Linked DNA regions of Hordeum vulgare: region 1 is linked to region 2. The links are chromatin contacts, called in public Hi-C maps. All regions are on one chromosome and are shown on one strand. Each heading gives the region's core, a stretch centred on a gene start, on an enhancer-like site or on the middle of the called end of the contact. The rest is flanking DNA. Distances are from core to core; before and after follow the strand shown. Region 1 holds the start of LOC123407405 (phospholipase SGR2). Region 2 holds the start of LOC123411206 (far upstream element-binding protein 1-like).

Evidence for each region. Hi-C and Micro-C count contacts between places; a contact is called where the count stands out from the background.
Region 1: a contact with region 2 is called in a Hi-C map of seedling, with 7 times the contacts expected there. The contact joins the promoter of LOC123407405 here to the promoter of LOC123411206 in region 2. A contact is called at or near these places in 5 of 6 Hi-C or Micro-C datasets (leaf, seedling and an unstated tissue) and 1 of 1 datasets of contacts at active chromatin or transcription factors (embryo).

What each region holds. Positions count from the first base shown.
Region 1 is chr7H:434,373,603-434,376,708 of MorexV3_pseudomolecules_assembly, reverse strand. It overlaps LOC123407405 (phospholipase SGR2), which reads right to left and starts at 1,666. Exons shown (of 23, transcript XR_006612595.1): 1 at 1,209-1,666; 2 at 697-797; 3 at 249-407.
Region 2 is chr7H:434,125,026-434,127,845 of MorexV3_pseudomolecules_assembly, reverse strand. It overlaps LOC123411206 (far upstream element-binding protein 1-like), which reads left to right and starts at 1,506. Exons shown (of 7, transcript XM_045104150.1): 1 at 1,506-1,835; 2 at 2,000-2,232; 3 at 2,583-2,768. The coding sequence starts at 1,586.

The DNA.
Region 1 (3,106 bases), core at 417-2,916, 250 kb before region 2:
CGCGGGGGCTCAGCCAAGGGCACGGCGTGCTGCCGCGCCTTCTGCCTGCTAGTATTGTTATATGGCTGTAATATGGTATTGATTTTTTTTTTACTTTCAAGTATGTTAGCTAGTGAAAAAATAATGTCATAACTGCATACACTATGTAGAATGTAATATGGATGATAGATACGTAAGTCTTTTGCAAATGAAGAAGAGAGCCTGGTAGCGTATGAGTAGTGACGGATATACTAGATAAAAATACCAACCTCATAGAGTCCACCTTTCACAGGAACGCCAACCCTCTCCTCCTCCACCTTATACAAATATTCAGAGTCTGACATATCAGCTTTAACCAAGGAACCTGTTGGCCCTTCACTGCATTCTGCATACTCCCTCCACCAGTACCCCAGCAGCGATTCCTCTCTCTACAAACCAGTAATACAATGATGATATAACAAATATGAAGATTATAGCCCCCCTTACATTATAAAGGGGATACAGACTAGAAAATAAACCAAGTCAAAGAAAATAAACTAGCACAGCCCAAACCTAGAATAACACAATGGAATCCCTTGTGCTGCCAATGTTATTGCTTCTAAGTGAACTGTATTTCAAAAGTTGCGGCATTGCAGCTAGCTATAGCGGAGTCACTACAGCTTATGTGATCTTGCGAATAAACATTCAGAAGTAAATAATCAGCATTAAAGTAGTTACCTCTAAGAAAGACGCCTCCAATGCCAAGCAGTCCCTCATGCTGAACCTGAAATAGTCTCCTTTCCCAACTATCTCCATCCGTGGAACTGAAGCAGAGAGCACTGCATCAACAGGCAACCACACAAGACCATCAAGGGTCAGTTCAGCAACAGGTTTAACTTCACACATCGTTAATTCAGCAGTTCACTTCACACGAACTATTAACAAACACTGTAAAGTAGCTTGTTGATGGCCGCTGCATGGATCATAAATTACGAGCCCAAGTAGCAGATTTAGGGGACCGCACAAACGTGTGTTTTGGCATTACATCACGCCATTCGTTAAGAGTCCAATCAGATGCTGGTTCACATGAAACCTACAACCCAATTAGCGTCAGGTGATCATGGGATCGGAGAACCAGGGCACCGATGGTGAGTACGACGCATCAGATTAATTAGCAGGCCTCTAGTATATGAAACTGGGTCGTTTGGAGTAAGCAGGAGGGGAGGGGGGAGGGAGGGAGGGAGGCACACCTCTGTCCCCGAGGGGGAGCTTGCAGAAGTACCAGCGGACGTCCTCGCCGTCGGAGGGGCTCTTGGTGCGAGCGAGGTACTTGCGGCGGGCGGCGCAGTGCTCGATCGCGTCCTCGAGCCTGGCGATGTTGGACGGCGTGTTCCGCAGCGAGTCCGGCGAGGCGCCCTCCGGGTGGGGCGCGTGGCTCGTGGACGCGTCGTCCCCCGGGGAGGTGCTCCGCGCCCAGCTCTCGTCCGGCCTCGCCATGCGCGCCGGTTCGAATTCGGGGGCGCCGGCGAGGGAAGGAGGCGGCGGTGGGACGGGAGTGAGACGGCGAGGTGGGTCTCCTCGCTCGCCGTGGGTCGGAAGGAAGGAAGGAACGGGACGGGACGGATCCGGATGGTTCCTCCCGGTCTGACTCACACGCCCAGCTCAACCGCCGGTCGTCTGCTCGTGTCACGGAAGCGGCGGACCAATGGTTCTGTCTACACAGTTTACGTTTCTTTTTTCTTTTAACACCTTGTTTTTGACAATAGAAGAAGGGACCCAACACTTTGGAAATCCAAAATTCGCCTCCGATAAGCACATGACTCCGCGCGTCAAAAATGCTTTTTCCAAATGTAAAAAATTCAAAAAAAATTGTGTGTTCTTGGTTACATTTAAATTCCTCCGTAAACTTTTATGTGGAAAACTTTAGCATTGTGACATGTGAAAAAAAGTCAAACACGAAATCTTACCTTCAGAAGTCATTGGCGAAGCGTTGCTATTCTTCGGAGCCAAAACAGTCCTCTAACACTTCATTTATAAAATACTTCCTCCTTTTCGGTTTATAGGGCTCAAATCTGAAATCTCATCAACCAAGGTGAACTGTGAGTGGATGACACTAGTTCTAACTAGCTAATGAAACGTTTCTCACATATTCAATTTTCAAGGCAATAAATATAGCATCCTCCCTTTCATTGGACTTGCATGATGCATGTAGAAAAAGATGCATGCATGGCCGCTAATTTGCTTTCCCTTATCTCTATGAATTAAACTAGCAAAAATGCCCGTGCGTTGCAACGGGACAAAATGAGTTGACATTCTTCGTTGTAAAGCAATTACATTTGGTAGAGATTAAGTTTCATGATGACATAAAAATGGATCAATTAAGAATAGAATTACTTGGGGTGCTAGTTCGGAACAGGGGACATGAATCCTAGTCAACTAATTTGGTGAACAACCCTATCTTTAGATAAGCATATTGATAGCAGCAATAGCATACTGATTTACTAATATGAGATGGCGTCCAACCAGATTGTTGTGCCATAGGAAGGATAGCTATACTAATTCCTCCTCCTTCCTCCGTCGATCTCTCCCTCCCCTCTTTTTATTACACAAAGACTGCTGGTAGTGTCGGAGGGGTCTTCAGGCTACTCCGTTGCTGCACAAGCCGGCAACCAATTTCTGTTCTTTGGTTCCTTCCTCGTTGGCAGGTGGTAGCAGCAGCCTGCACAAACCGGCAGCCAATTTGTATCAACTCGTAGAAGGGTTGTTCTCGTCGGCTTCTTGCTGAACCGTCACCCGTCGTTGTCGTCGCCCTATGCTACGTAGCAGGCCGTGGGGGTCTCCTGGAGTGTGCAGCCGTGGTGGCTGGCCAGAGCAGCAACACCCCCCTGTCGGTGCTGAAGTAGAGGACGTGCCATGGCATCGTGCTTCAGATCCGGCCAGCAGCCTCGCTGCATACCCGATTCACAAGTCCGCAAGCTCCGGCCCACCCCCGCCCCTGTACCATTCCCTCCCCATCCCTGCCCCCGCCCCTCTTCTCCCCATCCATCTTCCACCTCGCGGAGCGCAGCCACCGGACCACCGCGAAAGGTGAGGAGCAGGACGGGCGTGGGGGGCGTTATCCACTTAAAAGGACCGCATGATGAATACC
Region 2 (2,820 bases), core at 257-2,756:
AAATACGTTGAAATGAAGCATGTACAAAAAAGAAAAATCTGAAGCTTTTTAACACATGGTATTATTCATTGTCGCAGGCCATGAATTTGTCTTTTTTATGTAGATCATATTTTAATGTATTTCATCTTAAAAATTCACACATATACACGTAACATCCTTCTTTACTTGCATTCATTTTAGATTTTTTTGAAACTAAATATTTGAAATTTGATTTTAATTTTTTTTCAAGCTCCACGATGCTCGGCCTTCAAAGTCCGTTCTCCAAAAAACCATGTTATCAAACACACCCAAATTCGTATCTTTGCGTATATGACGCTTTAGAACAATGCTGAACCATCATAATAAGAGCGAAAAACATATAAGTACAAAAGGAAAGACAAAAAATGCTTTGTTTTTTCAATTACAATCACGTACACCTCCGTCCTAAATATACGATATTTTAAAGATTTCATTATAAACTACTCCCTTTATTTTAAAATAAGTTTTTAAGCTAAGAAAAGATAAAAAAAATAGGTCTATATACATCTATATGTAGTGCATATTAAAATCTTTAGAAAATATTATATTTGGGAATGGAGGAAGTATTATTTACTGCACGCGAACTAACTCAAATACGCGTCTCTCCATGGCACACATAAGATCTTGAGCTTTAGAAGTAAAAATTATTTATAGTGTGCTTGTGGAATCCTTTACAATCACGTACTCCCTCTGTTCCTAAATATAAGTTTTTAGAGATTTTACCAGTGAACCTCGTATAAAGTAAAATGAATAAATTTACCGTCTAAAACATGTTTACATGCATTCATATGTAGTTTCTTAATGAATTCTCTAGAAATGCTTATATTTAAGAACGGATAAAGTATTATTCACTACATGTGAACTAAGGCCCTGTTTGGAACCATAATAGATCATGATAATCTGAATTATGAAGATAGATTATATAATCTGGTTTATAAAAATAATCTAGGTGGACATGTTTGAAGTCCAGATTATATAAATTGTAATTCAGGTCTTACATTGCATAATGACCTGTCTGCCCTCTGTTTTTTTAAAAGAGAAGGATGGTGGTGGTAGGAATGCAATTATCTCCAACTTTACAAGGGTAATGGGTCATTAGCAATCCATAATCTGATTTTAGCTGGTGTAGAATAGATTATGAGTTTTTAATAATCTATCCATCTAGTTTTTATAATCTACATCATAATCTGTTCTATTTGGAGACAGAATAGATTATAAAAACTGGATTATATAATCTGGGTGGTTTCAAACAGGGCCTAACTCAAATACGTGTCTTTCAGTGGCGCATGTAAGATCTCGAGCTTTAGAAGTAAAAATTCTCAAAAATACTTATATTTAAAAACGGAGGGAGTATTATTCACTACCTGTGAACTAACTCAAATACGTGTCTCTCCATGACGCACGTAAGATCTTGAGCTTTAGAAGTAAAAATAAAAATACGCCTCCGACCACGCTTTTATATAACCAAGACAGGCCGGGACACGGGCTCCTCTCTCGCATATCCCCACAGGCGCCTCCACACCCCCGTACGAAAACCGGAGGCGAAAACCCTCAAACCCTAATCCCCATGGCGGACTCAGACGCATCGGCGCCGCCGCCAGAGGCAGCGCCCGAGGTGAAGATTCCAGTCGTAGACCTCGTCGACGCCGTGGAGGAAGACGCCGCATCTGACCCTGCGGCAGCCGCCCCCACGCCACCAGAGTCTGCCGAGGCCGATGGCGACCACAAGAGGAAGCTCGATGAGGTCGACGCGGGCGCGGAGGCGAACGGCGCCGGGGAGGACGCCAAGCGGCCGCGCGTGGAAGGCAACGGCGCAGGTTAATCTCTCTCGCACCCCACCCCTCTCTATCCACGTGCGCGTTGTACCTAGGGTTCAGTGTCTCGTCTCGGCGATGACCCTCTCGTTTCGGAGATGGTCGGTTTCGTCTTAAGCTTGGAATCGTAATCCGTCTGATCCGTTCGTTATCTCTGTTGGGATCAGATGCCGTGCAAAACAGCGAGTCCTTCGAGAAGCCCGAGGAGCCCGTCTCTGTGGTTACCGAGGGTGCGGCAGATGCCCAGAATGCTGAGGTTGCTCCTGCCGGCGATCTGCAGACAAGTTCTGAGGTCAAGCCACAGGAGGCCGCAACTGAAGCACCGCCACAACAGCAAGAAGGTGATGCAACCGGTGCCCTGCAGGAGACTACCCGCCTAATTGATGTGCCCAATACCAAGGTATAACAGTGTCATAGATGAAATCTGTTTTTTGTTGTCGGGTTCTGCTTCATATCAAAATTTGGTAGCCAGTATTCTGTGGGAAACACAAGAGGAAACATAGAAAGCATCAAATACAGAATAACATCCGTGTCTACTACTCCCTCTGTACCTAAATATAAGTCTTTCTAAAGATTCCACTAGTGGACTACATACGGATGTATATAGACATATTTTAAAATATAGATTCATTCATTTTGCTTCGTATGTAGACCACTAGTCAAATCTCTTAAAAGACTTATATTTAGGAACGGATGGAGTATTGATTTACACACGTAATTTGCTTATGCTGATGGTGGAAATTCGTGCAGGTCGGTGTTCTAATAGGAAAAGCTGGTGAAACAATCAGAAACCTGCAAATGAGCTCAGGCGCAAAGATCCAAATCACAAAGGATGCAGATGTTTCTTCAGATGCCATGACTCGTCCAGTTGAATTGGTTGGAACTGTCGAGAGTATTGACAAGGCCGAGCAGCTTATTAAGAGTGTTATAGCTGAGGTATGCTAAATATATCAACTTTCTCATGGGTTTGAAGTAGTTCACGTTCGCT